2 separate regions of the Mus musculus genome follow, and region 2 is linked to region 1. A link is a contact called in public HiChIP or PLAC-seq data. All regions are on one chromosome and are shown on one strand. The core of a region is the stretch at or near the end of the contact, and the rest is flanking DNA. Distances in the headings are between cores, read along the strand shown.

Region 1 (2,656 bases), core at 91-2,590:
ATTTAGAGAGAATGTGCTCATCTTGGGGGGTCAGCAGAAGGCAGAGACTTCTTGCAAGGACTATGGGATGGGAACCTTATATTCTACAGTGGCCCAGCAAAATCCAGTTATGGTAGCCCTAGGCTCATAGCAGCATCTGATGCTCTCCCGGTGGCTCCTGCCCATAACCAGAGCCTGAGCCCTCCCCCTACCCCCAGGTGTGTGACACCCAGCATGTCTGCATACATCTTTTCTCAGCTCAGAATTTCAACTGCCTGTTACTCTGAGGCACAGGGTTTCCTCCCCAGGGATAGTTCCGCGTTCTTGTCCCCACACCAAGTCAGTCCCCTCAACTTCCTGAGGACTCCAAAGCCTCCCCCATAAAATCTACAGCTTGAATTCTTGTGCATGCTCATCCCAGCAACGTGCCAGAGTTCTCCATGCTCAGACTGTAGGAATGTAGAAGTGGGCTGCTGTCTATGGATGTCATACTCAGAATGTAGACAGCATCGTGAGGTCTCAGAGAGCTTTGTGCATCAAAGCCCTGTCCCTGTCCACAGTGTGAGCCATGGGTGGGGATGGGCTAAGAAGCAAGGAATGAATTGTAAGAAGTAGGGTGTCAATGGGGCACCAGTGGAGAGACAAAGAGAGGCACCACCGGGCTGGTTGCTGAGGGCTGAGGCCCTCAGAATTTGATTGGGTTCAAGACAAGACAATTGAACCAATGCCCAGGGAACTAAGTGGGCTTCGCACTGGTTTTGGGCCCACTGTCACTCAGGCCTGCATGTGTTCCTGAGGAAAAACTGTGAGGATTACCCAGGTGACGTCCACCATACTAAGGGGTCTGAAGACCCCACAAATGTTTCAGCTCATATTGAATGTAAAGACTTTCTCTCTTATGCTTATAATTACACAGCTGTTGGAAAGGAAGCTCACTATCCCGTGGTTAAACACCATCTTCCCTTTCCTCGAGAGCACCAGAAAGCAGAAGGAAGAGAGCTGGGGTACTTGGTGTGGAGTCTGTGGTTTCATGGAGGAAGTGTAGTCTCCTCAGAGTCAGATTATGCCCTTGACCTTGGAGCCTTTCCTGATTCTACTGTGTCCCTATCCAGCGGCTAGCAACTGTCCCAAGGTCTGGGTCCTAATCAGCCTCCTAAACAAGACACATAGGGAAGGGATACCAGACTCTGCTGGGCGAGTAGAGTCTCCCCACTCCAGGAGACTGCACCCTGAGCCCATGCCCTCCTGGGAATAAGGGTGTTTGGTGTAGCACAAAAAGCAGGCAGCAGAGGCAAGCAGCTGGTTCTGACCCATGGCAGGAAGTCACAACCAAGATTCATCCTGGAAAAATGCAACTAATGTCGCCCAGCTGGGCCCGCTAATCAGAAACACAGACCCAGAGGTGGCAGCAGGGACAGGCCTCAAGGGCAGGGCCCACAGAGAGGTGATAATGGGTAGCAAGCTCTTGGACCCTCTCCCCCAGCCACCCGGCTGCTGCTGTTTGGAGATGGAGGTGGCTGGTTGAGACCTGGGACAGCCACTCCTCCTTCCCCAGAGAGGAAGCATTCCCCATCAGTGCTAACAGCTTCTACCAGAGCTAGAGACTACCATGGGGCAGTCAGCAGTAACAGGTCACTGGTACCTTGCCGGAGACTGCTGCCCCAGAGACTCTGAAGCGGTCACTGGAAGTTCTGAGCTAAGCCCCCTCAGCTCTCTATAGTCACTCTACTGAGAGTCCTTACTACCAGAATATATGTCTCCTGAAGATAGGCATGGCAGGTACAAATTCTGAGCTGGGGTAATAAGGAGAAGCCCAGGTTCTGAGTCTCAAAGCAGAACTCTTGAGGAATGCAGCTCTCACTGGGCTCCAGCTCTGTAGTTCTAAGCTTCCCTTCAGATTCCCCCTAGGGGGCTTGTAATAACCTCACAGACTGCCCCTACACTTGTTTACTTGACCCACCCCTCACCTTCTCCCGACCCCAACGTTGCCTCATCGTCTTGAACCTAATATTTGGCACTTTTTTTCCACTTCATATCAGACAAATCTGCTGCCCAACCACAGGCTCCAACTGCTACTTGGAACAATATCAGAGACACCTCCCCCACCCTGACTCCACACCCCTTAAGTACAAGCATCCCATCTTACACATCTCAGGTTGCCAGTGGAACGCATTTAGAGCACTCTGGTAGGAAGTGTCTTTCCTTGTTCAGATAGCCAATCCAGTTAACCTTGAACAAACTCAGACTCTGAGTCCTGGTCACACAAGCAAAACATACTAGTATGGCCAAGCTACCATATTCCCAATCTTACCACAAGCTGCACCTTCCTTCCCCATCTTCCCATACTGTGTATGAGTAGATGCTACCTGTAAGGTTGGTATCCAGCTGCCCTTTCAGCTCAGAAGATATGGACAGCATCAATAAGAGGTCTGGGGTACAGGTGGGGAGACAGAAGGAGTGGCACTGAAGAGGGAACTTGGACCAAAGCAAGGGAGAGTAAGGCAGAATCTTGGAAGTGCCAGTGAGGGGTGGGGTGGGAGGTCAGAGAGTCAGGATCAGGGAAGAGGAGATGGGGAGCCACGTTGGAGGCTGGGAGCTTAAGTCTTGGAGGTTTCCTAGCTGCCTGAGTAGTTGCCATGGAATTTCCCGACCTAATAAAGAAGAATTTAAATAGACC
Region 2 (2,656 bases), core at 109-2,608, 250 kb before region 1:
TGGGGAGGGGACAATGACTTTAGCTGCTCTCCCTCCCCTTTCCCCAGCCAGCTGTAGGCTGAGCTTCCCAGGCCTGAAAGGAGCATACAGACACTGGACAGATAAACAGGGACACTGTTTGTCCCTGGACTGGGGCACCAGTTTGGAGAGAACTTAGAAGATCCACATTCAGACATCTTCCAGCCCTTTCCCAAAATTGCCTTGGCCTTGGCTGGGCTTGGCTGCCCAGGACCTCAGGGCCAGCAGGGTGAGCTGTGAGAGGCAGCCAGCTATGCCTGAAGGTTGGGAGGGAAGGAGGGAGACAGAGAAAGGGAAGGGGCAAGTCAGGGGAGGGAGTAAAGGGAGCAGGCAGGAACAAAAAGAGGAAGAGGGGGAGGGGAAAGGGTAGGAGAGAGACAGAGGAGGAGACATCAAAAGCAGGCTTCATGCCTGGCTGAGGCTCTAGGCTCTGGTCTTGGGACAATAATGAGCAGTCTGGGGCCTTTCTTCCCATAGCTTTCTCCCCTCCAACTCCATGTCCCCCAGAAGAGGCTGAGCTGGCCCACCTTGCACTGGCTCTGCTATCTCCTGGGCCTCCTAGCTCTTCATTCTGGCTGTGTGGACAGGGTGCTGTCTAACCTGGGAGGGAATAGGGGTAGTTTGGAAGGCTGGAGTCCTGGGCTGCACCCATAACAGCTCTTCTTGATTGATCTGGCTAGGTTTTCTAGGCCCTTCCTTCTCAAAATATCTTGCTCTGGGACCCTGGCTTGGTGAGATAAGGTAAGTAGGGCAGGTGGTGACTGGTGGTCCTGGGGTGTATCCTGGGGATCTCACTATGAGCTGATACCCTCAGAAGGCCTCAGGCTCTCTACCCCCACTTGAGCAAGGACCCTAATTGGCTCACTTTGAGTCATGTACCAACCCCTGGCCAGGTATCTGACTTCTTCCAACTGGTGCCCCAGAGTAGGGACAGTTGGCAGTACATGACAGACAGCCTGAAGCAGAGGCCAGAGCAGGTCAGTGGCAAGATTCAAGTTCTTGGTCTTAAAGGCCACCTCCTGACTTACCACATAGCACTGCACCGAGGCAGTTGCTTCCTGTGGGCTAACGGAGGTGTCTCTCCCGAGCCTGTCTCTGGCCTTGAGATCTCTGGTTATGCCAAAGTACTTCCTGCTTGCCTGTCTTCCCTCCCACCTTCCTTCTTCCCTTCTCTCTTTCTTCAGGAAAAACGCTCAACCTAAATTAACAGGTTAGGGACATTACTTCCTTTTACATTGCTGAGAACATCGTCACCGTGGATTCTGTCTTAAGAGTCCCTTTCACACCCCAGGGGAGGGGCTGCGCAGGCGTGCACTCTGGGGGCCAGGTTTCTGCCCAGCTTCCTTAGGATTCTGTTTGAAACTCTATAGCAGCGCTGTGAGTGGCTCACACTGGTGTGGGGAGAGCAGGGTGGAGGAGCCCAAGGAGAAGGCTGAGCCACCGTAGAGACTGGATGTGAAATAGGAGGCACACATACAGACATATGCATTTGCATACATATGTATGTATATGATGGTAATTTTGGCAGTTCTGGGGAATTGAAGCTTTAATATGCACACACATTTGTGTGATTTTAAAATTATTTAATCTATATTTTTCAAGTGTACACGCGAGAGTCAGAGGACAATTTGTAGTCACTTCTTTTCTTCTACCATGTGGGTCACCAGAATGGGGAATGACTCAGGTCAGGAGACTTTGTGGCAATCTCTTTACCTACTGAGTCATCTTGCTGACCTCCATGATGTGAATCGAAGTATATTCCTAAGGATTCACCCAGGGTGTGTACCACCGTGTAAAGATTAAGGTCACAGTTTATACACAAGCGCTCCCATGGTGACAGCACCTCTTCTGGATTCTAGCAATGCAGTGTGGCTATTGCCTTCATGTTTACTTTTCAATTACAACAGGGTCCATGCTTGAAGAGGCTGGAACAAACACCACGCCCCAGGCTTACATTTATCTTCGCACATGTGTGACCATAGGTTGGTTGCTTCACAAGCACATGCACACACGCATGCACACACATACACACGCATGCACACACACACACACACACATGCACACACATACAAAGCTTAAGCAAAGAGAAAGAATGAGCAATCTGGCCTGGAGCCGTGTCTCTGTGAGAATCCCCACTCTGCTAATGCCCTGTGCAGATGCTGTAGTTGGCAGGCAGCTTTTAGAGAGTGACAGCTTTCACGGTCCTCAGAGAGTGACCTACCCCACAGGCATCCCCGGCTCTGCCATCTCCAAGGCCTTGTTGGCATCAGGCCCAGGGCCACACAGAGCTCCTGTCCTAATAACAGTACCCCCGGGATGGCAGGGGATGGCAGAGCAGAGCCATTGATGAGAGATAGTAAATGTTAGCCTTGGACTAGTGCCTGGGACTGAGTCTGGCCCAGGCAGCCTTGGAGAACATGGGGTCTCAGCCTGGGATCTAGAGTGGCTCCGAGAGGCCTTGTTTTGCGTGTGTTCCAGCCTGAAGGAGTGAGTTCTTGGCTTCCACAGCCCGCCAAAGAGGTTCTGAGGAGATTTAGCAGGTTTGGGCCCTAACAGCAGAATGTGAGAGATAGTGTGCATGTGTGTATAGGTGCACATGTGCGCAGATGTGTGTGTCTGTGTGGTCAGTCTCAAGTGT

The links. HiChIP or PLAC-seq counts read pairs in DNA pulled down with a chosen protein or histone mark.
Region 2: an HNF4G HiChIP or PLAC-seq map of pancreatic cancer cells shows a contact between it and region 1. The contact joins two enhancer-like sites. A contact is called at or near these places in 2 of 484 Hi-C or Micro-C datasets (haploid embryonic stem cells and pre-hematopoietic stem cells) and 2 of 115 datasets of contacts at active chromatin or transcription factors (embryonic stem cells and pancreatic cancer cells).

Annotation. Positions count from the first base shown.
Region 1 is chr6:84,314,050-84,316,705 of GRCm38.p6, reverse strand. No RefSeq gene overlaps it. Among named protein-coding and RNA genes, the nearest start is that of Gm10445, 110 kb to the left of the region's middle. Within about 2 kb of position 1,340, at least 36 of the 459 cell types and tissues checked have an H3K27ac peak or open chromatin away from gene starts, as enhancers often do. A contact at or near this core is called in pancreatic cancer cells, where this site is marked.
Region 2 is chr6:84,567,498-84,570,153 of GRCm38.p6, reverse strand. No RefSeq gene overlaps it. Among named protein-coding and RNA genes, the nearest start is that of Cyp26b1, 25 kb to the left of the region's middle. Within about 2 kb of position 1,358, at least 36 of the 459 cell types and tissues checked have an H3K27ac peak or open chromatin away from gene starts, as enhancers often do. A contact at or near this core is called in pancreatic cancer cells, where this site is marked.